2 separate regions of the Mus musculus genome follow, and region 1 is linked to region 2. A link is a contact called in public HiChIP or PLAC-seq data. All regions are on one chromosome and are shown on one strand. The core of a region is the stretch at or near the end of the contact, and the rest is flanking DNA. Distances in the headings are between cores, read along the strand shown.

Region 1 (5,800 bases), core at 2,513-5,012, 300 kb after region 2:
GGGATTTTACAGATTCTTCTGTTTAAATGACACCTCCAATGCTCTACAAGTCCTACAATAAAGAAAGCTTCATTTTAGCAAAAGCTTTAAAGATATCATTGGGTGAGAGTATTCAGAGATAAACATGTATGATTACATTTAGCCATCAGGAACTTCTATTGGAACTCATTTACCTCCTGGTTGTTCTCAAAGTATAATGTCTTTTTCCTGGGCTTTTCTGTTTTGTTTTCTCTCTCCCTGCCAGAGTCAGGTGACTAACTAGTCCAGGACAAAGGCTTTGGAGGCAAGATGCTTGCGTCTAATGTAGGCAAACCAAATGTCATGTCAAGAGCCAGCTTTTTAGTAGACTAAAACAGCATGTGATAACTCTTCCAATATTATCCATGCCCAAAAGACATTTGAAACTCTGTAAGATTGAATCCAGAGATCAGAGGAAGGGACAAGAGCAGAGAACAAAGGGCTTAGATAGGGTGAGCACTGAGAACAAAGAAGGCTTAGGGATAAGAGCTTTCTAAATCATGTGCTTATATGGGGACAGAAGTTGTTGCAACCTGTAAAAATTTGGAAATCGGATGTGTAATTTCCTGGCCACTGAGACTGACTGTGAAGTTTGGATGGAAGCCAAACCGTATCTGCAGTAAAAATAAGACAGTGGCATTTAATGATATCTGAGTCTGAGGGGGGAAAGAGATTAGACTAAGCAGGAGAGAGGAGCCAACAGTCTAACCTTAACTGAGAAGAGCCCATGGTTAGCTAGAGGAAGGGAAAGATCCTTGAAGAAAGGGTGGCAGTAAAGAGCTCACAGGAGAATAGCAACTAGGAGGTAGAAAAGACTTGGGAAAGAGGCCATAAATAGGAGTCTCACCAGAGGTAGGATCCCACTAGAAAAGGACCAAAGGCATAGGGAGGGTGACACAGTAAGAGGTAAGTGCCATAGAACAATGTCTCAGTCCCCAAGGGCATCCCCGGAGGGATTTGTCAGTGAGGCACCTAGGGTCACAGTGGATAGGCACCCCTCTCCTTGTGATGAGGTTCCCAGGAGTACATAGCAAGCTCCAGTGAGCAAGAGACAGAGCAGGCAGCTCTGAGAGGACATGTACCAAGTAGGCAAGGAGAAGCAAGTGGGTAACGGTAGAGAAGAGAAGCAGCTGAAGAGGCAGACTCTAAATCTTAGGGTTGAATGTGATAAGTGACTGAAGCCTGCATAGGCAAATAATCCACACCCTGGAGGGTCAAACCAGAAGCTCAGTTCCGTTAGGAGGGACTATGATCTTAGAGGGTGAGCAGTATCTCTCCCAGATTTCAATACCAGATGTAACAAGAGAACAATGAAACTACCAAACAAGCCAACTCCCTGGGTAGAAAGAAAGGTTTCCTGGGGAATTAAAACCTGTGTCATTCAGTCATTCAATATATATATATATATATATATATATATATATATATATATATATATATATACACACACACACACACATTTCAAATGTTATTCCCTTTCCAGGCCCCCCCCCCGAAACCCCTTATCCCATTCTCTCTGCTTCTATGAAGGTGCCCACCCACCCACCCATCCACTTCCACTTCCCTGCCTTGTAATTAATTCCCCTACACTGGGGCATCAAGCCTTCACAGGACCAAGGGCCTCTCCTCCCATCAATGCCCAACAAGGCCATCCTCTGCTACATATGCAGCTGGAGCCATGGGTCCCTCCATGTGTGCTCCGTGGTTGGTGGTTTAGTCCCTGGGAGCTCTAGAGGGTCTGGTTGATTTTTCTTCCTATGAGGTTATAAACCCCTTCAGCTCCTTCAGTGCTTTCTCTAATTTCTCCATTGGGGACCCTGAGCTCAGTCCAATGGTTGACTGCAAGCATCAGTCTCTGTATTTGTCAGGCTCTGGCAGAGGCTCTCAGGAGACAGCTATATCAGGCTCCTGTCAGCAAGCACTTCTTGGCATCCACAATAGTATCTGAGTTTGGTGACTGACTCTATATGGAATGAATCCTCAGGTGGGGCAGTCTCTGGATGGCCTTTCCTTCAGTCACTTTGTCTCCATATTTGCTCCAGTGAGTATTTTGTTCCCCCTTCTAAGAAGGACCACACTTTGGTCTTCCTTCTTCTTGAGCTTCATGTGGTCTGTGAATTGTATCTTGGATATTATTTGGAGCATAGATGTTCAGAATTAAGAGTTCATTTTGGTAGATTTTTCTTTTGACAAGTATGAATTTCTTTTCTGGTCCAGTCTATTTGGAGTTCTATAGGCTTCTTGTATGTTCATGGGCATCTCTTTCTTTAGGTTAGGGAAGTTTTCTTCTATAATTTTGTTGGAGATATTGACTGGCCCTTTAAGATGGGAATCTTTGCTCTCTTCTATGGCTATTTTCCTTAGGTTTTGTCTTCTCATTGTGCCTAGGATTTCCTGGATGTTTTGGGTTAGTAGATTTTTGCATTTTGCATTTTCTTTGACTGTTGTATCAATGTTTTCTATGGTCTCTTCTGCACCTGAGATTCTCTCTTCTATCTCTTGTATTCTGTCGGTGATGCTTACATCTGTGACTCCTGATCTCTTTCCTAGGTTTCCTATGTCCAGGGATGTCTCCCTTTGTGATTTCTTTAATTTTTCTTTCTCCACTTTTAGATCCTGGATGGTTTTGTTCAATTCCTTCACCTGTCTGGCTGTGTTGTCCTGTAATTCTTTAAGGGATTTTTGTGTTTCCTCTTTAAGGGCTTCTACCTTTTTACCTGTGTTCTCCTGTATTTCTTTAAGGGAGTTATTTATGTCCTTGTTAAAGTCTTCTATCATCATCATGAGTTGTGGTTTTAAATCCAAATCTTTCTTTTCCGGTGTGATGGGGTATCTAGAACTTGCTGTAGTGGAAGAACTAGGTTCTGATGATGCCAAGTAGCCTTGGTTTCTGTTGCTTATATTCTTGCACTTACCTCTCGCCATCTGGTTATCTCAAGTGCTACCTGCCCTTGCTGTCTCTGACTGGAGTCTGTCCCTTCTGTGATCCTGATTGTGTCAGAACTCAGAGTCCAGCTGTCTCTGGGATTCTGTGATTCTGTGATCCTGAGATCCTGGGTGTGTCAGAGCCCCCCTGGGAGTCAAGATGCCCCTGGGATCCTGAAATCCTGGTGTGACCAAGCTCCTGAGATCCTGTTGTGTCAGAGCTCCTGGTAGTCAAGCTTTCTCTGGGTGTTGCAGGGGTGAGTAGGGAGCAGATCCCAGGGTTTGCTCCAGGCATGGGTGTACACTGGAAGGAAACTGCGCCTCTGGCTGGGCAGGTATCTGTGTTTCCCTGGTTCCTATGGAGGTCCCATTTATGCTGGGTGTCGGGAAAGATGTTGTGGCCTCAACTGTGATCTTGAGTGTGTCAGAGCTCCAGTGTTCCTGGGTGTATCCCACCAGGCTATGTCTTAGGGGCAGATAGAACAGCAAACTATGTGGGAAGCCTTCCTGGTTTTAAGGACGAACGTGGGAGAAATTGTATAAACCAGAATGTCCTGAGACCTTGAATAGGGAACTAGATGCCCTACTGCCAGAACTAGTTGGCTGGGAGGTGGGAGGGAGTAGGAATAAGGGAAATAACTTTTCCTGACAAACAGAAACCCACTTTACAGGGTTTCTGAGGACTACTGTGTTTAAGTGGTAATCCTTCTGTTTACCCATCAGAGTGGAGCCTGAGCTGAGCCCAGACTGTCATTTAGGACAGTGTCAGCATCCCTGCTATTAGGAAGCCACTTTGGACCTAATGCTATATATGTCTACTGCAGTGTCAGGAGCAGCTGGGCCCCTAAAAGCTCTGAGTCTGGGAGAGGCTTGGCAGACTCTCTATGATCTAGATTCCAACAAGCAGACAACCGTTTATTCGAGTCATGTACAAGGATCATGCTTCATATTCCCATCCATGCCCTTGGTACTGCCATTGCTATGGCCTGCCACAGTGTACCTCCAGGGATAGAGTAGCACTTTCTAGAAAACAGTTCCAATAACAAATTGCACCCCATAGATACAGATCCTATGATTTCAATCCTGGGGAACTGGGACAGTTAAAACAGGAGGGTCAGAGCAGAAGATGGGGGTTGGGGGGAAGATGGGGCTAAGAGAGGAGCCAGGAGGCCAGGAGCAAGCCAGGAAACCAAGAGACATGTGTAGCCAAAGTGGCTGGGTTATATAGGAGTCAGAGAATCTGAGGTGTGGGCTAAAGAGTTCAAGGTAGGGTGTGGGGGTTGCCAGCCATGATGACTCTGTAACAGGCAGGCACCTAGGGAGGCAGATGGCCAGATTCTTCTTTGATTTGTTAAATAGGCACTTCAGTTAGCCATTTGTTCTGAGTTTGAGACATGTTAACACATGTTAAATCTGGTGTCTCTCCTACCAAAAGGATCAAAATGACAATTGGCAGACAAATGACAATATAACAAATAGCAGACAAAATGACAAGTAGCAGAGTCCCCTCCGAATGAGCTTTCTTGATGTACAGGGCCTCTAAAAAGCCCCAAGGGAGCCTTCTCTATCTGTCTACAAGTACTCTGGCCTCCTCCTGTGAGATGGGCAGTACAAAAAATAAAATATACAGAAAATATTTATGAGCAGTGTCTTAGTTCAAGTTTCCTTTGCTGTGATGAAACACCATGAAGCAAGTTGGGAAACAAAGGGTTTCTTTGGTTTACAGTTCAATATCACAGTTGATCATCAAAGGAAGTCAGGACAGGAACTCAAATAGGACAAGAACCTGGAGGCAAGAGCTGATGCAGAAACCATGGAGAGATACTGCTTACTGGCTTGCTTCCCATGGCTTGCTCAACCTGCTTTCTTATAGAACCCAGTACCACCATCCCAGGAACATGACCACCCATTATGGTATGAGTCTTCCCCTGTCAAATACTAATTAAGAAAATGCCTTACAGTCAGATCTTATGAAGGCGTTTTCTCCTTTGAGGTTCCCTCCTTTCTGATAACGCTAGTTTATACCAAGTTGACATAAGAATTAGGCAGTATGAGAGAGACCCCACCTCTCACCTGGACAGCACAGTAGAGCTGGCCCTAGTGGAGTAAGCCAGCTCCAAAGATGTGAGAACAGATGAGCTGGCCCCTCCCTGGCTGCAGCACCCTAATGTAGAAGAGCCAACTCTTAGGGCATGACAACAGGGAGCTTGTCCTGCCCCTTACCAAGTCAGTGCTAGAGAGCTGGCCTCTATGATGTGAGGGTAAGAGAGCTGGTCCTATACCTTCCTTGCTGCCTCAGTCAGGCAAGTGGGCTGATCAACTCAGCTACCACCCAAGGCCAGATTCAAAGCTTTGAGTTGGCCCAACCCAACATCTGCCCCATCTATGAACTGCTGGGACCAGTCCTGCAGAACCAAAGCTGCAGGATCCCCATCACACAGGGCAACAAGAGGATAACCAAGAGGAGTCCTGATGGGGATCCAGTATTGACAGTGTAGCAGAATCCAGAGGCCTCAAGCCGGTCCAATGACTCTCAGTGCCATGAACATTTTCAAGTAAAGATGCTTGGACAAACAGTGGGACACACAGCAGCTTCCACCACGAGATGGTTTTTCTTATTTTTTTACTTTTTAACTTTTATTCTTTGTTTTCTCTTGGGGGAAGGTTGCAAGGGCAGAGGGACAGAGAGATGAGTGGGATTGGGGTGCATGATGGGAAATTCACAAAGAATCAATAAAAGGTTTTTAAAAATCCAAAAAACAAACAACAACAACAACAAACCCCACTAGCCAGCAGTGATCCCAGGGGGACACAAACATTGTGGTCAGGATGCTTCCAGGGCCTGGAGCTGTTAGAC
Region 2 (5,572 bases), core at 2,494-4,993:
TGTATCACCACTACCAAATTCATTTGTATTCTCTACAATTTTATATAAATAAACCCATACACAATGTGCCTTTTTTAGTGTGGCTTTCTCCAGTTAATAATCATTTTGAGATTAAGTTATATTGTGGCAGGCATTAACAGTTCATCCCTCTTTGTAAGCAACTAGAGCGGCCCATTGGCTATGGTCTTTCTACACTCTGTACATCTGTTCACATGTTGATCGACACCTGGGATGTTTCCAGTTTGGGATTCTTACACTAACATTGTATGCCATCAATCCTTCACAATTCTTAGTGTGGGTATACAGGTTTGTATAAGAGCAGGAAATAGCAGTGTAGGTGTGTGCTTAATTTTTAAAGAAACTGTTAAGGGCTGTGGCTATAGTTCAGTTGGTAGAGTATTCGCCTAGCATGCTAGAACTCCTGGGTTTGGTCCAGCACACATCGAAAAGCATGAGTTTGCCTGTAAAGCCAGCACGCAGGAAGTAAAGGTGGGAGCGTCAGAAGTTAAAGGTCATCTTCAGCCACGCAGCAGGCTCAGTGTTGAGACCAGACTGATATGCATGAGACCTGGCCTCAAAAACGAATGAATAACCAAGTAGTGACAATAGTCAAAACGCTTTCTAAAGCGGCTGGGCTGTACTGTTTCACAGTCTTACCATTGGTGCCTGTAAGTTCTGGTTCCACTGACGCCCTCCAGTCCTCCGTTGCTGTGCTGTCTGGTTTTAACCCTTTCTAGTAGGCATGCAATAGTCATTTCGTTGTGGTTCCTTTGCATATGACCAAAGACAAACAACCGTTTTTGCTCATTTAAAAACTTTGACCATCTTTATAAATCTTATTTCCTAGTTGTCTTCTTTGGTAAGAAGTCTGAGTTTTGCTCATTTTAAAAGAACTGGGTGTATTTCCTTGCGTATTGTATTTTATTGTGATGAAATTTTTTCTTAACCAAGAAGTCACCATTTTAGCATCTCAAGTGTATGACTCATAGCATCAAATGCATTAGCAGTGTTGCACAGCCAGCGCCATTATCATCTCAAAACCTTATCAGCATCCTACATGGACGCTCTATGCTTATTAAGTAACACCTCTTGCTCCCCAGCTTCTGGCAATCTCTGTCTTATACATTGAACCATATGGTAACTTTATATTTAATTTTTTGGGACATTTCTCAATACTTCAAAAGAGACTGCCCAGTGTTACTTTCCCACTATGAATGGTCAGATTCCAGTCTCTTCATTCCCTCACTGACTATGGTTCCTTTGCAGTGGTTGGTTTTAGAACATAAGACAAACAGCATGTAATAAACAGCCTCTCTCTGCTTATTTGAGCCCAGCAGAGCTCTGATATTAGCAACTAAGTGTATTTGTTAGACACAGTCTAGTTACAGAGAGTTGGTCATGGTTTCTCTGTGAGTTGTGTCTTTCAAAGCATCCTTCATTGTGGAAGAACACTTTGAGCGGCATACATACAAGAGGAGAGACAGCATTGGGCTGCTGATCATCTGGCAAACGTTTATTAGTGTTCCTATGCATCAGCAATGCCTGGGGTGCTGCGTACAGACATACACATTAGCAAGGTGGGGTTATCTAAACAACGGAGGCCTTCCATGTCCCACTGCTTTCTCGCTTACAGAGGACTATTTAACATCTGGCCCCTAATCATTGTTGTTGTTTTTAATCCAACCTCCATGAACTTGCCAAACTGAAACAGCTCCAGACAAGAAAGAATGACAAACAATGAAGGGAGAGGGGCATGGGTTCGATGCTTGCTTAGCACATTTGACAGCTGGAGTGTTGTTGGGGTAGTCAGCAGAGAAGACTGCTCACACGTGGGTTTAAGCCAATAGAAAGTCTATCAGCAAGCCGGCAACTACACAGCATGTTCAGGACCTCAATGTAGTCCTGAGCCTTCTTCAGGGTGAGCTTTTGAGCATAAAATCCATGTCCTGGGTTGATATACGGTTAATGAGAACAGTTAGCCAGAGGCAGAGCTACAGAAACCAAAGAGCAAGGTTAGTAGTCCATTTAGAGACTTTCCTATAACTATGGTTGTTATGGGCCTCTGGTTTGGTTTTGGAGGGTGATGCTGAGTTTTACAGCCTAAACAGTATCTCCATCCTGGAGTCAGTTGTGCTAATATCTGGGGCCCTGTTACAGGAGGAGTCTCTGAAACATCTGATTTAATCAATCACTTTTCTTCTTTTATTCATATATTCAGTAAATCTAACAAAGTGCTAATGGTATGTCAGGTATCTCGCAGACCCTTGTTATTATTTTCAAGAGTAGTCCAAATGATTAGAAGTTCACCCTCCAAGGGGAGGCAGTATAGCTTAGCTCCTTGATTTACAGAGAAAAAACTGAACAACTCTCAGAAGAAAAACATTCCTGGGCTGTCAGAATAGCTAGCTGCTGTCTGACCACACACACACACACACACACACACACACACTCACACAGGGCTAAGGCTTCTCCTTTTCTTCCTGTTTCCCATGACATGGTTGAGGTCACAGTCAAATTCTCATGGTCAAGTGAGGCAAAGCCCTACTCATTCATAGCCACCAACAGAGCCTGACCCATGCTGCCAGTCACCCGAGGGTGCCAACCGGTGAGTGACAGCCACTAGATCAGAGACTGGCTCGGCAGCACATTCTGTGATACGCCTTTGTGGAGAGCTGCAGACAGCTTACCAGGACAGGGGCACCAAACTTAGGGAAACTCACCAGTGTTTACCTCGTCTCTGGATGCTTTCTGGTAATTCAGCCCTGTGATGAAGTCTGGATCCTGTGATGAGGGGTGAGTAGGGGCCTTTTTGAAAACAAGCAAGCAAACAGACAAAAAGGGAGAGATGAGGAGCCATCTGTGACTGCTGTGGTATCCCTGTGCTCAGTCAGTCCTGCTATCTGTAGGACAATTTTAAAGAGGCCAATGGGATTACCCATAGGGGTCTGCTAGGGATAATATCTGGCTAGATTCTGCTGGAAAATTGAACACTCATTCTGTTCGTGAAAGGCTGGGTTCAAGTTCAGGCTCTGCCTCTCAGCTCTCCAGGGTCCTGCGATGCAAAGCGCAGCTAATATACCTCCCTAAACACACCTGACCTAAAGTCAGGATCACAGACACAAGACACGGCTCTGACAGATACTAGCTGTCCAATTTAAGCAGGCTCCTTACATTTCCTTTTTCTCAGTTTCCCAGTCTTCAGGGGAGTGTTATTATGCTCTCACCTTCTTGGATTCTGTGAAAGTATAGACTGCAAGAAGCCTGCGGGGTGTGGACAAACACCATAGATATAGAAGTCAGGCATGAATTCAGGTGTGCTAGGAACACTGGGCTGCGTCTTTCCAGCCCAAACTAATCAAAAATAGGAGTCACTTCAATACATAGAGATTTTCTTTTTCTTGTACTGAACTGGTTGGTCTGGCCTATCTTCCTAGGAAGCCTCAAAGGTGATCTCCCAAATGTGAACAAACTGAAGACCAGGCTGGTGTCCTCCTGGCTGCTCCAAGATGCTGCAGCTGAGCCGGCTCGCGCCTGCCACCTGGTGTCACAGCCTACCTACTGCCTAGAAACCACGTGTAAGAAAGTGCTTACAACCTAACTACGCACGTTGGTTTCGACCGGCCCTAACCAATACGGACAGGGAAGGCGGGGCAGAGAAAAGCAAAAGCCCAATCACCGCCTACTTTCCAAGGAGAAGGTGGGGCTTAGTATTTACCATGTTGGGTTTGTCCGCAGCGCTAATTACTTTTTCCAAAGGCTGCAGGGCTGCACTCCGGTTGGCTTCGCCGCCTCGCGAGTCCCTGCTCTATCACTACAGTCTTGGGGGCTGCTGGTCCCAAGTACCATGTGTGACGGCACCCTGCTGCCCCCTCTCGTCCTGTCCTTGCTGCTGCTGGTGTGGGGGCTGGACCCGGGCACAGGTAGCGTTCCTAGCTCTCGCGGCCACCTTCCCGGTGCCTTCCCGAAGCATCCCGGCGCCCGGGTGCATAGGTGGACCGCTGACAGCATCCCCTGAGGAGGAGAGTGAAGGCCGCGGCCGGAGAACTGGTCTCTGGTTCCCTCTCGGCACGCGGATGGCGAGCTGACCCCCGGTGCGATCGAGTGGCTTCGCCAGCTTGGAGAGGCCCGGCTCGGGGAGGGAAGGGAGTGCGGGGTCACGGCTGCGCGATACCCACGGAGCCTTGCGAGTCAGCGCCGGAGCGGCCGGCAGCCCTGGTGGCCAGGCTGGTGCTGACGCGTGTCCTCTCTCCCCGCAGCTGTCGGCGACGCGGCGGCCGACGTGGAGGTGGTGCTCCCGAGGCGGCTGCGCCCCGAGGACGTGCACCTGCAGTTGCTGCCGGGAGCAGCGGGGCTCCGGCGGTGGCGGCGACCGCGAGCATCTCCAGGTGGCCATCGAGCAGGGCAAGGAGAGCGCGCCCTGCTACTGCACCTGCCGGCCTTTGGGCGCGACCTATACCTGCAGCTGCATCGCGACCTGCGTTTCCTGTCCCCAGGCTTCGAGGTGGAGGAGGCGGGTGTCTCGGGGCGCAGCGGACATCCTGCCGAGCTGTGCTTCTACTCCGGACGAGTCCTGGGCCACCCGGGCTCCCTCGTCTCCCTCAGCGCCTGCGGCGCCGCCGGCGGCCTGGTATTGCCCGCGCCCCCTATGGGTCTGCCTTGCCCAGTCTGTTACTTCTCCTGGGGTGGTCCCGCGGAGGGCTGGGCGGGAGAAGACCTACCTTCCCATCTCCTTCACTTGGCCCTTTCAGACTGTGCCTTCCTAGGAGAGAGAACACAGGGGAAGGCCTGTTATTGTCCTGGCTTCTGTTGTGTCCTGAACCTGGCCGAGGTGGGGTTGCATTGAGAAATTAGCTATAGCTCACCTAGAGGAAAGAATATGAACCTGTCGTTCCCACTCTGACAGCATCAGCACAGGTGTGTATGTTTTCTGCACGTTATGGGGAAGCTCTAAAGTGTTCATTCCCTGTCTAGGAATGGGGTATCTAAGCACTTCTCTTCTGTCCCTTGAGCCTTCTTACATTAGGAGGGGACCCCAGGCAGGCCATGGTTAGTCTCATTTTTGCTAGCTGAAAAGGTAAGACCAAGAGAGGAACTGTTGTCAGTATCTCTAGTGCCTTACTCTGCAGTAGGTATTTATTTATCTGGATGCTCCCTCGGTGAGAACTGTGCGGTGCTCACCTGTCCCAGGGGAAAGCCCTGCTCTTACTCTTTTTCTTCTCGAAGACCTTGCCTCGCCTTGTTGAGACACCTGTGACAAGTGCACGGAGAGGCACAGAAGTTTGGGGTGGTTTTGCTGTCTTTGTGCTCACACTTGAGCACTTGGCTACGTTGGTGCCCAGCCAAGTTCTTCTCTGCTTCTCCAGGGTGCCCCCAAGAAGAGCACGTGGCTGGCAGATGGTTTGCCCTCCCCACCCCCCAAAGCCTGGCATCACTCAGTTTACAATGTCTGTGCTGTTTCCCTACATTTGTCACAGCAGACCTCTGGGGTAGTGGGCCAGAGAAGCCACCCCTTCACTTGCTTTCTATCACCACCTACACAGCCAGGAGCACAGCGTGAAAGCCCAAGACTCCG

The links. HiChIP or PLAC-seq counts read pairs in DNA pulled down with a chosen protein or histone mark.
Region 1: a contact with region 2 is called in an H3K27ac HiChIP or PLAC-seq map of VIP interneurons, with 9 times the contacts expected there. The contact joins the enhancer-like site here to the promoter of Adamts17 in region 2. A contact is called at or near these places in 18 of 39 promoter capture datasets (the 3T3-L1 cell line, 3T3-L1-derived adipocytes, cranial neural crest and 10 more), 2 of 484 Hi-C or Micro-C datasets (cortical neurons and nephron progenitors), 6 of 115 datasets of contacts at active chromatin or transcription factors (VIP interneurons, craniofacial prominence, embryonic forebrain and 3 more) and 2 of 9 other capture datasets (adipose tissue and liver).

The regions. Positions count from the first base shown.
Region 1 is chr7:67,134,714-67,140,513 of GRCm38.p6, forward strand. The region is part of intron 21 of Adamts17 (a disintegrin-like and metallopeptidase (reprolysin type) with thrombospondin type 1 motif, 17); the gene reads left to right. Among named protein-coding and RNA genes, the nearest start is that of 1700112J16Rik, 85 kb to the right of the region's middle. Within about 2 kb of position 3,763, at least 2 of the 459 cell types and tissues checked have an H3K27ac peak or open chromatin away from gene starts, as enhancers often do. A contact at or near this core is called in VIP interneurons, where this site is marked.
Region 2 is chr7:66,835,992-66,841,563 of GRCm38.p6, forward strand. Adamts17 (a disintegrin-like and metallopeptidase (reprolysin type) with thrombospondin type 1 motif, 17) reads left to right here and starts at 3,744. Exons shown (of 23, transcript NM_001033877.4): 1 at 3,744-3,920; 2 at 4,257-4,627. The coding sequence starts at 3,845. It overlaps Gm33627 (a long non-coding RNA gene), which reads right to left and starts at 3,800. Exons shown (of 4, transcript XR_391554.2): 1 at 3,716-3,800; 2 at 2,721-2,805.